Regions from separate parts of the Mus musculus genome. Here region 2 is linked to region 1. A link is a contact called in public HiChIP or PLAC-seq data. All regions are on one chromosome and are shown on one strand. Each heading gives the region's core, a stretch centred on a gene start, on an enhancer-like site or on the middle of the called end of the contact. The rest is flanking DNA. Distances are from core to core; before and after follow the strand shown.

The links. HiChIP or PLAC-seq counts read pairs in DNA pulled down with a chosen protein or histone mark.
Region 2: a contact with region 1 is called in an H3K27ac HiChIP or PLAC-seq map of embryonic stem cells, with 2.5 times the contacts expected there. The contact joins two enhancer-like sites. A contact is called at or near these places in 2 of 115 datasets of contacts at active chromatin or transcription factors (astrocytes and embryonic stem cells).

The regions. Positions count from the first base shown.
Region 1 is chr15:8,155,633-8,159,298 of GRCm38.p6, forward strand. It overlaps Nup155 (nucleoporin 155), which reads left to right. Exons shown (of 35, transcript NM_133227.3): 34 at 1,054-1,160; 35 at 1,994-3,666. The coding sequence ends at 2,132. Among named protein-coding and RNA genes, the nearest start is that of Cplane1, 12 kb to the right of the region's middle. Within about 2 kb of position 1,554, at least 4 of the 459 cell types and tissues checked have an H3K27ac peak or open chromatin away from gene starts, as enhancers often do. A contact at or near this core is called in embryonic stem cells, where this site is marked.
Region 2 is chr15:9,092,522-9,096,187 of GRCm38.p6, forward strand. It overlaps Nadk2 (NAD kinase 2, mitochondrial), which reads left to right. Exons shown (of 13, transcript NM_001040395.4): 6 at 193-329; 7 at 3,493-3,571. Among named protein-coding and RNA genes, the nearest start is that of Nadk2, 23 kb to the left of the region's middle. Within about 2 kb of position 1,675, at least 95 of the 459 cell types and tissues checked have an H3K27ac peak or open chromatin away from gene starts, as enhancers often do. A contact at or near this core is called in embryonic stem cells, where this site is marked.

The DNA of each region.
Region 1 (3,666 bases), core at 304-2,803:
TGTGTGTGTGTGTGTGTGTGTGTGCGTGTGCGTGTGCGTGTGCGTGCGCGTGCACATGCATGTGTGCAGGTGCAATAGTGTTATCTATCAGTGCTGTTTGTTTTCCTGAGACAGGGTCTTGCCATATATAGTCCATGCTGGCCTTGAACTTGGGATCCTCTACCTAAGCTTCCTAAGTGAACTAGGTGACACAGCATCTGCCTTGTAACCATGTCTTCCAAGGCATCTTTTGCTTGTTCAGTAATAACTCAACTTTCCCTCATAATGAAAATAGTACTTCAACTTACAATGAGTCAGCGTGTTCTAGTCGTAAAGTTCTGTAACTCTTACTCTGTGTTCAGAGTGCATAAATTCAAAGGGAAGTAGGCTACAGCCCATAGAAATAGTAGTTTTTCCTTAATTTTATATTATATTGTCTAATGATAATTCAATTTTTTGTAAAAAAAAAAAAGTTATCAAAATATATTGGGGTTTTTAAAAAATTTTTTTAACTTTTGTTTTTGTTTTCTCAATACAGGGTCTCACTATGTAGCCCTAGCTTAGCCCTAGCTGTCTTAGAACTCACTATATAGACCAGGCTGGCCTCGATCTGCCTGCCTCTGTCTCCCAAGTCCTGGATTGCAGGTGTGCACCGCCAAGCCCACCTCACAAATATGGTGTTCATTTCAAATATTGATCTTAATCTTATATATAATTTAGAAAGTACATTCAATATATCTGGGAGGTTTTTTTGGGTTTTTGAAACAGGGTCTCAGTATGTAGCTTTGGCTGATCTAGAAGCTGAGGTGATCTCAAACTCCCAGAGATCTGCTTGTCTCTGCCTCCAGGGTGTAGGGATTAAGGACATGCACTACCACGTCCAGCTTCTAATGCTTTTTAATAGAAATTTTGAGTGGGCTCGAAAGACTTTAATTAACATAAATAATTAGGATAATACATACATACACATTTGATAAGTTATAAGAAAAACTGTGTATATATGCATACATACATATACATACATGCATACATACATATACATACATGCAGTCATGCTTTTTTTTCTCTTCCTAGGATCCATTCTGGAACAGAGTGAAAAGCCCACTGCACCTTCTGGATTGTATCCATGTACTGTTGACAAGATATGTTGAGAATCCTAGCCTAGTTTTAAATTGTGAGAGGTAACTATAAATTAAATATTATATTGTGAAAAAGTTTTAATTATTGCTACTAAGTACCTGGGAGAAGGGTTGGGAATGGATGTGGAATGCTCCAGACATTACAGAGGAGCATTGGGGAATATCTTAAGTAAATTAGCAATAACTATTTGAGTGATAACCTAATCGTTAGCATTCATGAAAAAAAGTTTCATGAAAGTTTCAACTGTGGGGCTAGATTTTCTAAAGTAAAAGTAATTTCTGAAGTACTGTATGTTCCTTCGTTGTGGTGTTATGACGTAGGACCTCAGGTCTACGTTTGTGGTAAAGCCTCCTCAGGAACCCGAGAGAGTGTAACTCTGTAACCGCAGTCGTCCCTGACTGCCCCTGGCCGGCAGGCTTCCGGTTGACAATGGTGCTTAGGGTAGATGACCTTGCCAAGTCCCCTTTCTGTTTGGAAGCACTTACCGCTTACTGAGTAATCTAACCCTTGCTTTTCATCGGGACTCTGAGAAAGTTAATCGAATCTTGGTCTGAAACGACTCTTTGAAGGAAATGGGTTTCAGTATAGCTGGTTGAGGGCCTGAAGCAAGCCAGGGCTCCGTGATTCTGAACGCTTTCTGCTTTTGCAGAGGTTCTGAGTTCACTTCCCAGCCCCCACATAGCAGCTCAGGGCCATTCATAGCAACAGTTGCAGGGTGTCTGGTGCCCTCTTGTAGCTGTGGGGGGTCCTGGACAGGTGCATGGTGTGCACACACACACATACACACATGCAGGTAAAGCACTCAGACACATAAAAATAAAGGAATAATAATAAACAAAAGTCAATGAGTGACCTGAAGTCTTTCTCCTTACAGGAGAAGGTTTACAAATCTCTGCCTGGATGCCGTCTGTGGATATCTGGTGGAACTTCAGTCAATGAGTTCTTCAGTAGCAGTACAAGCCATCACTGGGAATTTTAAATCGCTCCAAGCAAAGCTGGAACGGCTCCATTGATTACTGTAGTATATTTTCTTGTTTGCATTTTGGTCTGTAAAATAAAAGCTCAGCTGGGTCCAGAAATCAGGTGTTGTATATCTAAGAATTTTGGTAGAACATTTTTTTAATGAATGATAGTTATCTACAAATAGTACATTTGCCAAATGATTTAGTTTTTTTTTTTATGATTAGTATTTTTTTTAATTGATAAGTTGGGCCCAGATATGTAGCTCAGTGGTAAAATGTTTGTATAGTGTGTAAAAAGTTAGTAGTACCACACACAGACACAGCAGTCTATGAACAGCTGGAATAAGACTGTGTATGATTATGACACACAAAGATTTTGAATTTCACTAGTGGTAACAATTTTGACTTTGTATTATTTATCTACAGGTTTATGTAGGATGTTAGTATTAAAACTTATAGGCTATGCCAGGTTTGGTAGCACATGCCTTTAAGTCCAGCACTTGGGGAAGCAGTGGCAGGCGGCTCTTTAGAACTCACTGAGATTTCCAGGCCAGGGGCTACACAGTGAGACCTTATCTTCAAACAAACAAACAAACAAACAAACACCTTATAGGCTGGGTCTGTTCCCTTAGTGCTAGATTCTGTAACAGTCTTAATTAGTCATTTTTAGGTTAATATTTTATCAATTACAGCCCTTTATGTTCTCTCTTCCTCTTTTTTTCTCTCTCCCTCTCACCATAAGTACATACATTAGATTTTATGTATACATTTATATATGTGTGTGCAGGCTATATATGTATGTTGTATGTATATACAGGATTGTTTGAGCATGTGATTGTAACACTTCTATGTACTTAAAATCTTCATGATCACCCAGCTGTAATGGTGCTCCCCTTTAATGGCGGCACTCGGGAGTGTGGGGGAGAGTCAGAGTGGCCAGTCTGGTCTACATACTGAGTTACAATTCAACCACAGCTCTACAGGGACTACTGTTTCCTTAGAACCCTCACTGTCTAACTGTATGCTTCAAGCCAGCAACAGTAGCAGCAAATTAAATTACAAATTAAATTCCTGGCTCTCTGGTCAGATCTACCAAGCCAAAAACTGTGGCATAAATGCCAGTCTCTGTGTCTTAACAACCGTTCCAGTAGATGCAGATTTATGTCTTATTGACTTGTAAATCCTGTTTTATCTAGTTTGTTTTTGTTTTTTAATACTGATGGGTTTTCATGCTAAACAGGTAAATGTGCTCCCACTGAAGTTTAACATGTTAAAAGAACTTACTAAACTAAGTGTTCCAAATTATTATCAAAGACAAAAAAACCTGAGAATTACTAAGGCTAACCAAGAGAAGAGAGAGAGAAAAAGTGAAAAACAACTGGTTTCTACTCCTTAGTTGTTTTGTTATTTTATTTTTGCAGCAGATTGTGACATAGCGTAGGCTAGTGTCAAACCTAACTGCCTAGAGTGATGTTGAAATTCCGATTATCCGGCCCCTACCACCTGTGTGCTAAGACTGTAGGCAGGCTTCACAGTGCCTACTTTTTGTGATGCAGGCTGTTAAATTAAGCGAGCACCTTACCTA
Region 2 (3,666 bases), core at 425-2,924, 940 kb after region 1:
GGCCTCGAACTCACAGAGTTCTGCTTACCTCTGCCTCTCTAGTGCTGGTATTAAAGACATGTGGATGCCACTGTGCTCAATCTAGAATTAGCTTCTCATATACATCTTTCAGTTTGCTGAGGCTATCCTAATGTCTATTCTTTACCTAAGTGTGTTTGATTTTACTATAACCTCCCTTTCCTTCCCTTTCAGGTGGTTGTGGAGGCAGCGGATCAGGTTATATCTGGAAGGGACTGGCATAAACCCCACTCCCGTGGACCTTCACGAACAGCAGCTGAGCTTGAATCAGCACAGCCGAGCCTTTAACATCGAAAGAGCGCACGATGAAAGTAGGTGGCCAGAGCCAGCCTGGAGTGGGCACTGTTTGATTCCTAAGTTTTGAAACAGTAATTTACATGTCATTTGCTTTTAGTGTCACTAATAACTCCTTCACCCCAAGCCTGTGAAACTGAAACCCCACCTATGTCTCTTTAGCCCAGTTATTGGCTGTTAATTTACCAACCAGAAATAATATTTGGGGGCAGGATCACTCAGCATCTAAATGTGGACTCGATTGTCTCTGGGGCAACCTGACTTGGGGGCTCAAAATAAGCATAAGAATACAAGCAGCATTAGGCCAACCTACTATATTTCCCCCTTTTTTGTCCAAATAAGAAGGCTTTCTCTTATAGTAAAACAATACATAGTAGGAACTATTTTGGAACAATTATGAAAATTATTATGACTTACCTTTAAAGGTTCAGTCTGTATCGTGTACCTTAGATGAGGTACTTAACTGTCTATCCTATCGCAGTGAGCTTACAACACTGTACTTAAATCATCTTCTAATTTAACTTGTATTTCCACCCTAAAATCATCTTTTCAAGTCTAGAACGTCTTCACTGCTAAACAACTTAAGTTTAACTATGAGACTATAACTGTCTTCAACCCCGTCAGAGATCTGAGAAGGGATTAAATATTACCTGAGTGTGCAGGAAGAACAAAGACACAAGCTTCCAAAACTACAGACATGACAGAGGTAGCTGACTGCCTAGACAGTCCCCAACATTTGTCACACCGTTGGAGCATCTATCTTACAGTTCAGAGGTTTAGTCCGTGACAGAAAACACGGCAGAGTCCAGGCAGGCATGAGCTGGGCAGGAGCTGAGAGTTCTACATCTTGGTCCATAGGCAGCAGAAGGAGGCTGTATATCCTACTGGGCATACCTTGAACATAGGAGACCTCAAAGCCGGCCCCCACGGTGATGCACTTCCTCCACCAAGGCCACACCTACTTATAGTACCACTCCCAGTGGGCCAAGCATGAGTCAGTGGGGGCCATACCTATTCAAACCAATGCACCCTGTGTCTAAAACAAAACAAAGCAAACTCCTCAAAAACCCGAAATGCAAAAAATACTATATCTAGTGTAATAAACATGTGTGCAGACTTATGTAATGTGCAGGTCAGAGGTCGTGCTGGTGAGGGTGTGGCTCAGTGTATTCAGTATCTAATGAGAGTTCATCTCTACTGCTGTGTGACAAATTACTTCATCCTTTAGCATTTTAGGCGTACATATTTATAACCTCACAGGATGTGAAGGTCATAATCCAGGGACATTTCACCTCTTAGTCCTGGTGTAGAGTTCCTTGGGAGGTAACACTCAGCTGTCAACCACAACAGCAGCGCTTGGAGATGGGACAGCCCAGGAGAAGTCACTTCCTGTTTCTCGCAGATTGTTGTGTCCGGCCAGCGGATCACATGTCTGGGTTCTAGCCTGGAAAGGCATTTTGGAAACCTGGAAGAGAAGAGAGGCTAGGCTAAGATGCAGCTAAGACAGCCATGCTGATCAAAGCTCAATTTTACTATTCCAAACGCAGTTATGAAGCAGGGGAAGGGGGCCCGATTCCTGCCAAATCATCTTGGGGTCCAGTAGCAGGGTGACCACGTGTATGGCTCCGGAACAGCAAAGCGGAGGGCTCCAGCAGTGGGCGTGGCAGAGCGATTGAGCGGCAAGCTCCACCCTGATGTAAACAGTGGAACCTTTAAGGCTGGCTTCAGGCTGGGGGAGGGGAGGCTACAGCAGATGGCTTCAGTTCCAGCCACTCCACAGTGCAGTGTGTGAGCTGAGGGGGAGGGCAGAGACGCACAGCGAGATAGAAGTGCAGTCTTTTCTAACCGAGTCTCAGAAGTGGGTGCACGGCCAGAGTGTCTGTGCTGCACCTGTTGGCCGTGGAACCCACTTCTGCTGTGACGTAATGTAATGGAAGGGCGTGAATCCTGGGTGGCAGGAGTTACTAGAGACGAGCTGCCCACCATAACTGGGATGGACTCAGTAAGTGTTGACTTCGAGGAAGTGTGTGAGAAAGGGACAAGTGAACTTTTGCCATAATGTCTGTCCTGTGAGAGACACTTGACTCTAGTCCTGCTGCTGATGACAGGATAGGGGGAGAGGATGGGCTGGGGGGTGGGGGGTGGAGGGGAGGCATGGGGCTGGTATTTTCAGTTGAAAACTGATAAAGGACAAAAAGTAAAGGGACCTCTTTACAGATGACAAGATCAAGTTTAATCACCCCAGTACTGAGAGTGCTTGCAGGCTTTTCTATTGTCATGACGGAGAACACTTACTTAATGGTATATATAGATTAAATAAAAGATGGGGATTTTTACAGATCTTGAAGGAAGATGTAATGTTTTTCTGATGTTGACATTCTAAAAATATTTTTGAGGTTTCTCCAATTGAAAAAACACTGCTGTCCCCCTCCCCTCCCCTCCCCTCCCCTCCCCTCCCCTCCCCTCCCCTCCCCTTCTTCCCTTCCTTTTTTTTCCTTAAAATTTTTTTCTGTTGAAGGATTAGAACATTTTTCCTTTCCTTCCTCCACACCCTTACTTCTGCCCCTTCCTTGTTATCTTTCAAATTCATGGCTTCATTTTTCATTAATGGTTATTATGTGCACATATGTATATATAGAGATGCATTCCTATGACCTTCTCAGTCTGCATGCTACTTGCATGTGTGTTTTTGGGCAGATCACTTGGTATTGATAACCAGCTGCTGTGTTCGTCCCTGGCTAAGAGCCCTTTGCTCTCAGCATCCCTTGGTGGCCTCTAGTTCTCTGTGGAGGCTTGGGGCATCGTGGGCTTTTCCTTGTGTCCCTGTTCAGTTCAGTTCACACAGCCATGCTAGCAAGGCTTTGTGGTGTAGCTTCTGACATTGCTAGATCTTTCTGGGTTGGTCACCAGCATGAGCCATGCAGGTAATTGTGACCTAAGTGCAAGGTGTGCTTCGTCTGTTTCTTCTCTAATGCCTTCCAGGTGGAACTTCATGGTACTTCTTTGGAGAGACAGAAGTGTGATTTGTTGATATAGGCCAGGGGACTTAGGTTTTACCTTTTGAGCAATTCAGGATGACTGTGTTAGTTATAGAACACAACGGTTTTAAAGCTGTAGCGTTTTATGAACTTTTTATTTTAATAGTTCTGGAATTCACGGCTCTCTCACTTTCTGCTGCAGGGTCGGAGGCGTCAGGGCCTCAGCTTCTGCCGGTGAGAGCGCTCAATGAAGTCTTCATTGGGGAGAGCCTGTCATCCAGGTACCTTGGAGCTAATGATCCTGAACGTGGAATTCAGTAATTCCTACAACCTGCCTTGTAGAAATAGTGATTCAAGTAGTAGAAATTAATTAATT